Regions from separate parts of the Mus musculus genome. Here regions 1 and 2 are each linked to region 3. A link is a contact called in public Hi-C data. All regions are on one chromosome and are shown on one strand. The core of a region is the stretch at or near the end of the contact, and the rest is flanking DNA. Distances in the headings are between cores, read along the strand shown.

Region 1 (3,161 bases), core at 601-3,100, 120 kb before region 3:
TAAAGGTGATATATAATTCCCCACTGAGTGGTCAGAGTACGATTTACATAATCATTTTGCTATTGATACTTATTGCTATAATAAATTATGTAGTGGTGAGAATGTATTGCTTCAGTGTTTTTTATTCCATATTTATGATTATTAGGGTAGAGTCCTGGGGTAGAATTACACATAGTCCTATAGCAACATGCAAACCCTCTTCTACTTTCGCCAACAATGAGTCCCAATTTGTCCTAATATGCATTTCTGTGTTGACTGGCCACCCCATACTTTGGAGTTTAGCATTCTGTTTTTCACGTTTTATCTTCAGGGCCTGAATACTCTATTGGAATAGCTTTGCTAGTATAAAAATCTGACTTAGTACATGCTAGTGGTTTTCTAAAACTACAAAGACATATTTAAACATCAAAGATGACCTAAAAGACAAATACCCCAATCCCCTGTTCAACTGCCTAACAGGAAAACACCTGCCAATTAAATGAAGGTATCAGATAAAGATAAAATGTACAAAACACTTCAGATTTTTTGGATAATTCTTGGTCTTGAAAAGTGTGCTGTTTAAAATGAATAACTGTGTCCTAACCCTTACCTGAAGCATGACCACATTGTCACCTTCAAAGGTTACAAACACATCTGTGTCACATTTCAGGTCTGAGATTCTGGTTTCCATCATGTAACCCTGTTGCAGAGGAAGAGGAGGAGAGAAGGGAGAGAAAGAAGAAAAAAGTGTTTTAATTTGCAATGACATCATTACATGGGAAAATTAGTTCCCTTAAAATTAAAAGCACAGATCATTGAAGAGGAAAAAAGTAACAATGTATCTCTTACTCAGAATAATTTCAATATATCACATTATATCATATTATCAATATATCACATTAGCTTTGAGGTCACACATACAATTTTGGGTATTGTCTTCATTGTTGATAAAACATTGACAAATGGTTATTTCATTTTTAACCAAAAGATTTCAACTAATCACACCAATATGCTTTGTTTTCAAACTCTTCAGAATTCTACTAGTGGCTTACTCCTGCAAGAGAACAATGCCTCCCTCCACCCTGAACCACCCCCCCCCCCAAACGCTGAAGAGTACTGGAAGGCAGGTTAAAAATTCTACATTGACCAACTGCTCTGCTCTGTCAACTCACACTTTCTAGCTTCCTCCTCCTGTCTTTCCCTGCCTCCTTCCTTCTCTTCCTTTCCCTCCTCTCCTCCCTTCCCTTCCTCCTCTTCCTCCACTTCCTCTTCCTCTTTTTCACTTCTTAAAATCCTATTTCTAAGGTAGCAATTCACAGTTACCTAAGTGCTGTCAGTCTCCTCCCATAAAGAACTGGCCCTGGAGCACGTAGGTTCAGGTCCAGGCCAACGTGAGTGGAGTGTGGCATATCTCTGGCCTGGGAACTTTTCTCCTGCCAAGGCCTCTCTGCCGCTCCTCTGTCCTGCTTCCCTTTTTCATCTGGTTTGTTTCCTTTCTCACATTTCTCATTTCCTCTTTTTTTTTTTTTTTAAATTTCAGATTTCTGGCTTATCTGGATTCCCCCTTATTTATCTTACATCCTCACTTCCCCTTTCCCATCCTCCATACTGGCCATACCCACCGTACAGGATAACCCCCTTTCTCATTTCTCAGTTCTCACTTCCCTTTTCCCATGGCTCACACCTGGCTTCCTTGCCTCCCCCATAGCTTTAACATTTCTCACTTCCCGTCTCCCACCCACCGCACCCGCCCTAAGCGATGTACCAAATTTCCCCTCAGTTCTCACTTCCCTTTTCCCACCCGCTGTACCCTGAGTGTCCGCTGTACCGGATCACCCCTCTCTCAGTTCTCACTTCTCACTTCCCTTTTCCCACCCGCTGTACCCTCTGTATCCGCTGTACTCTGAGTGTCCACTGTACCGGATCTCCCCCTCTCTCAGTTCTCACTTCCCTTTTCCCATGGCTCACACCCAGATTTCTCTTCACCCTCAGACGCTTTACATTTCTCACTTCCTTTTTTGTATAAGTCAAAATTCCCACTTGTCTGGGTTCCCCTATCTGTTCATTTACTTTACAACGCCCCAGCACACACACACTCTTGTATCGTTTCCTCTTCCCCTTTATTTCAAGAGTCTTGTTTCCTGTTTTTCTCCTTTTCTCACCTCTCTTATTTGATTCCTCCCTTTCCTTTCTTACTTCCTTTTTTTTTCTTTTTTTTAATTTCAATTTCCTTCCTTTTAAAATTTGTTTGGTGTGTGTGTGTGTGTGTGTGTGTGTGTGTGTGTGTGTATACACCACAGCAGGTGTCCACAGAAGCCAGAAGAGACTAGATCCCATGGAGCTGGAGTTGCAGGCAGCTGTGAGGCACCCAACATGGGTGCTGAGAACCGGAGCTGTACCCTCTTCAAGAACAATGTGCTGAACAGTGAGCCACCACCCCAGCCCTAAAAACATTAACCAAACCAAACAACTCCCTACCCTCAGTGGGACTTCATTCTTTCTTTCTTAAAAATGCATTTACTTTTATTTTATGTATATGACTGCTTAGCCTGAATGTCCCCATGTGCACCATATGCATGCCTGGTACCAAGGGAAGCCAGAAGAGGGCATTGGATCCCCTTGAACTGGAGTTACAGGCAGTTATAAGCCACCATGTGAGTTCTGGGAACCAAATTCCAGTCCTCTACAAGAGCAGCAAATGCTCTTAACCACTGTGCCATCCCTCCAGTCCTTTAAACACACTTCTAAAATTGGCAGATAGCATATGATTTTATCATGTACAACTTATTCTTAAGTATATACACACAGAGATACAACAATGCTAATTAACAAACACACCACCTCACGTGGTTATTACTCCCATGGTAAAACCATATAACACCCACACTCTTTACATTTTTGAAGAATACAATGTATCATTATTAACTAATCTCTTAAAAATTCACTTCCTTTTTCTAGCTCTAATTCTATACCTTTAACCAATGTTGTGGTTCAGTACGTCAGCAGGCTCTTGGTCTGTGGGTTTGGCTGGGGAGAGGGGGCCTTCTACAAGGATTTCAGTGTTACAGCTCTTTTAGACAGAATTTATTGAAATGGCTTGCACATATATTTTACTTGGGGTGAATAAGGGCTATATAAACCTTGGAGAGTGGGAAGGGATTTTCAGGGTGAGTATGCATTTC
Region 2 (3,004 bases), core at 112-2,611, 93 kb before region 3:
GTTAAATTATGTTACACATACATCATAAATGTTACCAGACACTAACACTGCTGCATACGTGAAATCTGAAGTATTGTCCTTACTGCCTCAGGGGCAAGAACTTATAAAACTTTAAACACACCAGTGCATAGAAAGAATGTGGCTTAGAAACGTGTCATTGCTTAGAAGCACAGGTGTAGCATCTATTTCCTTCCTTCTCTGTGCTTTTCTTATTTTCAAAAAACATCTACAGTGGGTATATACAGAAAGGATGCATTGCTTTTGCAATTGGGAAAAGAAACATAATGCATGTGGTTTTAAAATTGCTTCACTGAAGGGGGTGGGGATCCATCCCATATACAGTCACCAAACCCATACCCCTATAGTGGATACCAACAAGTGCTTGCTGTCAGGAGCCTGATATAGCTGTCTCCTGAGAGGCTCCACCAGTGCCTGACAAATATAGAGATGGATGCTCTCAGCCAACCATTGGATTGAGCACAGGGTCCCCAATGGTGGAGCTAGAGAAAGGAACCAAGGAGCTGAAGGGGTTTTCCCCATAGGAAGAACAACAATATGAACCAATCAGATTCCCCCAGAGCTCCCAGGGACCAAACCACCAACCAAAGAGAACACATGAAGGGACCTATGGCTCTAGCCGCATATGTAGCAGAGGATGGCCTGTGGAGCATCAATGGGAGAAGAGACCCTTGGTCCTGTGCCAGCTCAATGCCCCAGTGTAGGGGAATGCCAGGATCAGGAAGTGGGAGTGGGTGGGTTGGTGAGCAGGGGGAGGGGGAGGAAAGGATAAGGGTTTTTTGGAGGGGAAACAAGGAAATGGGATAACATTTGAAATGTAAATAAAGAAAAAATATATAAAAAAAATTGTTGGGGCTGGTGAGATGGCTCAGCGTGTAAAAGCACCCAACTGCTCTTCTGAAGGTCCTGAGTTCAAATCCCAGCAACCACATGGTGGCTCACAACCATCCATAAGGAGATCTGACTCCCTCTTCTGGAATGTCTGAAGACAGCTACAGTGTACCTACATATAATAAATAAATAAATCTTTAAAAAAAATTGTTTCACTGAGGAAATAACATGCCCTCCCTAGATAACACTCATGCTGAGTACTAGTGCCAGACATGAAAGCCAGAAGTTAAGAGGAGTGCCTCAAAGGTTAGGAGGATTGCTGGTGATAAGAGAGAAGCAGCAAAGATTATTGCCAGAACGGTTCCTATCTTAGCACACTATGTAATTTTTCAAGTTTCCTGCTCCCATACTAGACATGACATCACATTTGTCATCCCCTCAAAGGAGCTGCCAGTGGGGCACTCGTGCTTTGGATATGACTGACATACGGCCAAGGCTGGCAACTTCTCCATAAAAAGTCATGATGACTCAGTCAGTAAATGTCTGCTGTCCAAGCATGAGAACCTAACTTTAGATCCCCATCACCCATGCAGAAAGCTGCGGGTGGTGAATGCCCCTGTGATTCCAGCCCTGGAGAGGCAAGTAGATTTCTGGAGTTTACTGACCAGCCTGTCTACCAAATCAGTGATCTCCATATTCAGAGAAAGACCTAGTCTCCAGAAATAAGGTGGGACAAACGTGGGTGGCAGGACATAGAGAAATGAAGCTGGAACTTAACTGGAAGCCCCCTTTCTCCTGGCTAGCATGCCTCCTGCTGGCTAGAAGGTGCTAGAAGCTGCCAGAGGAGAAAAGTTGAAGCCATAATTCCAACCCGCCATGCCAAGTGCAATCCCTGGAACAATAGGGGCATGACTGTTACAGGAGTAAATGACAGATACCTGAATAGACTTAAGGCCAAAGAAGAGAATTCATGATTGGTACTTTAAACCTGTTTAGAAAGTCATGGCTAGAAGGTCATAGGCCCTGGGGTGGGGACGGGAGGACTCACTGCTGCTGTTTTCATAAGTTGACATCACATAATACTATCTTCTAAATATTTACATTTATATGCATAGATATATACCACCCTAAGCCTGGATCAGAGAAGCTTCTCTTTGCAGTGAAAGAGATACATGGCTGTTCTAGCTATGACTGATGAGCATGCAGCCCTAAATATTTATATCATGTATCCAGGCTCAGGGATTATCCAGAAGAGGTGGGAGAAAGAGTATAAGAGCCAAATGTTGGAGAGAAGAGCTACAAAACACTGTTTTCTGAGTGTGACAGAGAATTCATGAACGCACCGCAGCAGAGATCCCCTGCACTGGGCCTGAACAAAGCTGGGTTTTTTAGCAGTCATCCATGGATGGGAAGGACTCAGAGGGTCTCCCCCTCCCTGGGGAAACTATTGGCTGTTGATGGGTGTTGGGGAAGAAGAAATCATGGCCTTCAGTTGTATACCTTCTGGGCTCTAAAGGATAGTTCTGCAACCACAGTTTTACAGGTAGCCTTGCTTAAACTCAGTGGGTCACAAAACAAAACAAAAGATACAAAGGTAGAAAAGGGGTTTGTAGGAAAGAGGCAGAATGGACAGTAATGGACGGGAGACAGAAGACAGCAAGGGTAAGAATAATTAGATGTATCATAGCCATCAAAAGTGTCAAAAGGAAATTTAACTCATTAACAAAAGGTGATTGAGGAAGGCAGCCAACATCAACCACTGGCTTCTACATGCACACACACGAACAAGCACACACACTCCAAAATCCTTTAATTGTCTGAAGTAAAATAACGCACAGAAAGGTGAAAGGGGACAAGTTTTATGAATCAATCTCAAGTTCTAAGAATGAGAGAAAATAGATACACAGGACACCCACTCACTCCCCTCAGTCCATTAGTCCATCTGTCCACCTGTCTATCAAGTGGTCACTGCTTAGTCCTTAGCCACTTTGCATGCTGCACACCCTAGTCAGCCTTAGGACAGAGGGACCTAGTGAAGAACTCAGCCCCAGCTCTAGCTGCCACTCAGTCCAGTCTCCGCTTCTCCTTTGCAAAAGAGCATTCATGAAAACCTTTCATGAGAATAGCAGACACTGTGGAGGGTCTGCTGCATTCC
Region 3 (3,239 bases), core at 491-2,990:
AGAAGAAAAACTCAATGTTTCAGTTTTTACAATATAAAAATGAATTACAGTTCTTCAGACCAAATTGGGGAGTGGATAAAATCAAGAAATCGAGTTATCAGGATAGGAAATGGGAGATCGCAGGATGTTTGTAGGTAATCTGGTAGGTTTTATACAGATTTGCAATGATGTAAAAATCTGAAACTAAAGGAAAATGGGGAAATGGAAATGAGGGTGTGTTTTGCATAATTGAGCTGAACTCACAGCAGAGCTGTAGAAATGCCTAGAATTAGTAAACCAAGAAATTCAGAAACACAAACAAGTCATAGACTCTCATCTTGCTCCTCCCCTCAGAGTTTTGTGGTGTCTGACTAAAAAGGCCCAGGGAATTTTTAAATATCTATAATGAGAGATAAACCTTTTTTGACCTATTAAAGTTTATTGTAGACTAGGCATAGAAAATTATTACAAGCCGGGCAGTGGTGGCGCATGCCTTTAGTCCCAGCACTTGGGAGGCAGAGGCAGGTGGATTTCTGAGTTCAAGGCCAGCCTGGTCTACAAAGTGAGTTCCAGGACAGCCAGGGCTACACAGAGAAACCCTGTCTTGAAAAACAAATAAACAAACAAACAGAAAAAAAGAAAGAAAATTATTACAGTGGATTGAGTTTTTTAAAATTCCTCTGGACACCTTCCATAAATGTTTGCCATAAATGGCTCCTTTCCCCATAAAAGAACATCTGTATGAAGAAGCCTCGGGCCTCAGCCCTTCATTAGCCCTCCTGGCACACAGATGCTTGGGACCACGGAAAGGTACTACTCTTAGAAAAAGCCAGCAGCCTACTATAGAGCCACTAGATGGGGTGGAGGCCTAGATTCTGGCCCTGCCACTAGCCAGCTGACATCTGACAAATTCCAGTTTGGGTAGAATCTCTATGACTTTCAATGTAGACAATTTTTAAATCTTTGGTTAAGCTCAGTTAATCAAAGCAAACATGACTGTATACCACACAGTGATCCAGGAGCAGCTGTGGCTAGGGCTTATGCAAGACACTCAAAGACTTATCACCTGAAAACTACCCTGCCTGCACGGTAAGAACTGGACCCTAGTGAACTGTGAGCCCTGACAAACCCTGGACAAACTGCTATGTTGTTTTAGATCACAACATTTCTCAACTAAATACAAGACTCATGAGAATATCCACCTTACAGGACTGCCGAGATGAACTGTGATTGCTCATAGCATGCTTCAAATGCTGTCCCTTAACAGGAAGCTCTCAACAAAAGCCAGCCACAGTTGTGGCTTTTCTCTTTCAATCCCTTTCTCTGTGAATCTACTAAAGCAAGGGACAGAAACATGACAGAGTGAAATGTGAAGAAAAGGGACAGTCCCCTTCACAGGGACCATCTTACATGGAAATGGCTTCAGGCAGAAACACTGAGGAAAACCTGCCAGCCATCGGTTGTCATTGTCCAACCTTCCAGGTGGCACAGACGATGATTCCCAGTGACAGGTGACAGTCTCCATGAAACAATGCAGCTCCCTACAGCTGTAGCCCAGATACCCTCTGTCCCAAGTAAGTGGGCCACAGAGCTGAGGAAGGCCAGCTTCCTTCCTAGCAGGACCCAAGCAAGGAACATCTGAAAAACAGTCCACAGCCATGTGTCCCAGTCCCCATGGCTGCCGTGGCTGTACCTGGAGCCTCAGAAGGCTGGGTTCCCAGAGGCCTGTTTGGCCTCTGATGACTCACTGACAAGCAGTGCTGATCCTTGAACTGCTGGCACAGTCACAGCAGCTAAAGTTCCCTATGCCACATCAAACAGGGAGGAACGCCCAAGGACTTCCCTCTCCTTCAGCACTGAAAAACTCCACTCCTACCACAGGCGCTGAGAGTGTCCATCTATCTGTAAGCACGACCTAGCTGTGTGACTCAAGAAAGATGGGCTGCATGCCAACTCTAGGTCACTCTGCCAGGGATCAAGAGGCCTTACTCGGAAATATTTCTATAAAAGAGGGGGTGGGGCGCAGCTGAGCGACCGAGTTTGTATTCTTCATGTAGGAATTCTTAGATTCAATCCCAACCATGGAGAGCAGTGGGGCTTAGTATAGAACACAATCTCCGAGGTCCCTTCCAACCCACAATACCCTAGGGCTTTCCTTCTATAAGGTGCTAGCCCTGGATCCCGACCACCACCTGCCCCTGTCCCCTTGCCAGGGTAACCCTGGATGCTCCCTTTCAATGGTCTAGTTTCTTTGGTACACTCTGAGTCTCTGTGGGGTATGCACCAGGTCATCTCTATCATCATCGCAGTGCTGAAAGGGAACAAATTGGGCCCATATAAAAGGAACTGCGCTCAAAACGGTAGTTCTTCCACACACTTTCAACACACAAGCTTATCTCTAGCTGTACTGAGCTCTGGCTCCTCACTTTGGAGGAAAGTGCGGCAGATTAATCTTTTAAAAGATAAATATTGCGGTATATATGTCTTTAATCCCAGTAACTGGCCTGAAGAGGCAGGGATATCTCTCTGAGTTAGAGGCCAACCTGGTCTATAAGGGGAGTTCAAAGCCAGGCAGAGATACATTGCAAGACCCTGACTCAAAATAAAGATAAATGTTTACGTTTCTGTTGTAAAAACATAAGCAATTGCCATAGAGTCAACACGACAATGTGTAAGCATTTTTATACCCATCCAAAGTGATACAACGGGCTTTGGTTTTGTTGGGTTCATTTGATTTTAGGAGACATTTATGAGTCAAATTATGCCCTGGAGTCATCAAAATAACCATAGCTTATTTACAAGCTTGATCTTGAGCCCAGCAATCACACAGCTGAGGCTCCCCCACTCTCACAGTGACCATTGCCCTTTTAAAGTCAGCACTTGTGGTTGATAAGAAGCCGAATAAACCGCTGACAACGGCAAAATTCCAGCCACTTCTGACACCCAAAGCAAAGCAAATAAGCAGTCAGGAAACAATCCGCAAATTGGTCTTTGCTGCCCTCTGGTGGTTGGTCCTGGGAAGGTTCCACGCCATAGTTGACACAGATGTACCCTTACCCCAATCTCCCATCCCAGGACCATCTACGCTAAAACCATCATCCCACCAGAATTCTCACCCACAGAGCAAGTCCTGGTATTCTGCTCTCTTCTCCCTCTCCCCCTACCATTCTCTTCTCTCTCTCTCTCTCTCTCTCTCTCTCTCTCTCTCTCTCTCTCTCTCGGAAAAGGAATAATACAGCCCAAGCAGCTTAATGTTCACT

The links. A called contact is a pair of places that touch in the nucleus more often than the background predicts.
Region 1: a contact with region 3 is called in a Hi-C map of the BV-2 cell line, with 2.6 times the contacts expected there. The contact joins two enhancer-like sites. A contact is called at or near these places in 4 of 39 promoter capture datasets (the C10 cell line, hematopoietic stem and progenitor cells and liver), 16 of 484 Hi-C or Micro-C datasets (B cells, the BV-2 cell line, the CH12 cell line and 9 more) and 3 of 115 datasets of contacts at active chromatin or transcription factors (CD8 T cells, bone marrow-derived dendritic cells and intestinal villus epithelium).
Region 2: a Hi-C map of bone marrow-derived macrophages shows a contact between it and region 3, with 3 times the contacts expected there. The contact joins two enhancer-like sites. A contact is called at or near these places in 4 of 39 promoter capture datasets (the C10 cell line, hematopoietic stem and progenitor cells and liver), 9 of 484 Hi-C or Micro-C datasets (bone marrow-derived macrophages, centrocytes, embryonic fibroblasts and 2 more), 3 of 115 datasets of contacts at active chromatin or transcription factors (CD8 T cells, bone marrow-derived dendritic cells and intestinal villus epithelium) and 2 of 9 other capture datasets (adipose tissue and liver).

Annotation. Positions count from the first base shown.
Region 1 is chr2:128,007,595-128,010,755 of GRCm38.p6, reverse strand. Acoxl (acyl-Coenzyme A oxidase-like) reads right to left here. Exons shown (of 18, transcript NM_028765.3): 12 at 590-679. Among named protein-coding and RNA genes, the nearest start is that of Bcl2l11, 120 kb to the left of the region's middle. Within about 2 kb of position 1,850, at least 89 of the 459 cell types and tissues checked have an H3K27ac peak or open chromatin away from gene starts, as enhancers often do. A contact at or near this core is called in the BV-2 cell line and bone marrow-derived macrophages, where this site is marked.
Region 2 is chr2:127,981,823-127,984,826 of GRCm38.p6, reverse strand. All of the region lies in intron 11 of Acoxl (acyl-Coenzyme A oxidase-like), which reads right to left. Among named protein-coding and RNA genes, the nearest start is that of Acoxl, 130 kb to the right of the region's middle. Within about 2 kb of position 1,361, at least 2 of the 459 cell types and tissues checked have an H3K27ac peak or open chromatin away from gene starts, as enhancers often do. A contact at or near this core is called in bone marrow-derived macrophages, where this site is marked.
Region 3 is chr2:127,889,327-127,892,565 of GRCm38.p6, reverse strand. All of the region lies in intron 8 of Acoxl (acyl-Coenzyme A oxidase-like), which reads right to left. Among named protein-coding and RNA genes, the nearest start is that of Acoxl, 36 kb to the right of the region's middle. Within about 2 kb of position 1,740, at least 43 of the 459 cell types and tissues checked have an H3K27ac peak or open chromatin away from gene starts, as enhancers often do. A contact at or near this core is called in the BV-2 cell line and bone marrow-derived macrophages, where this site is marked.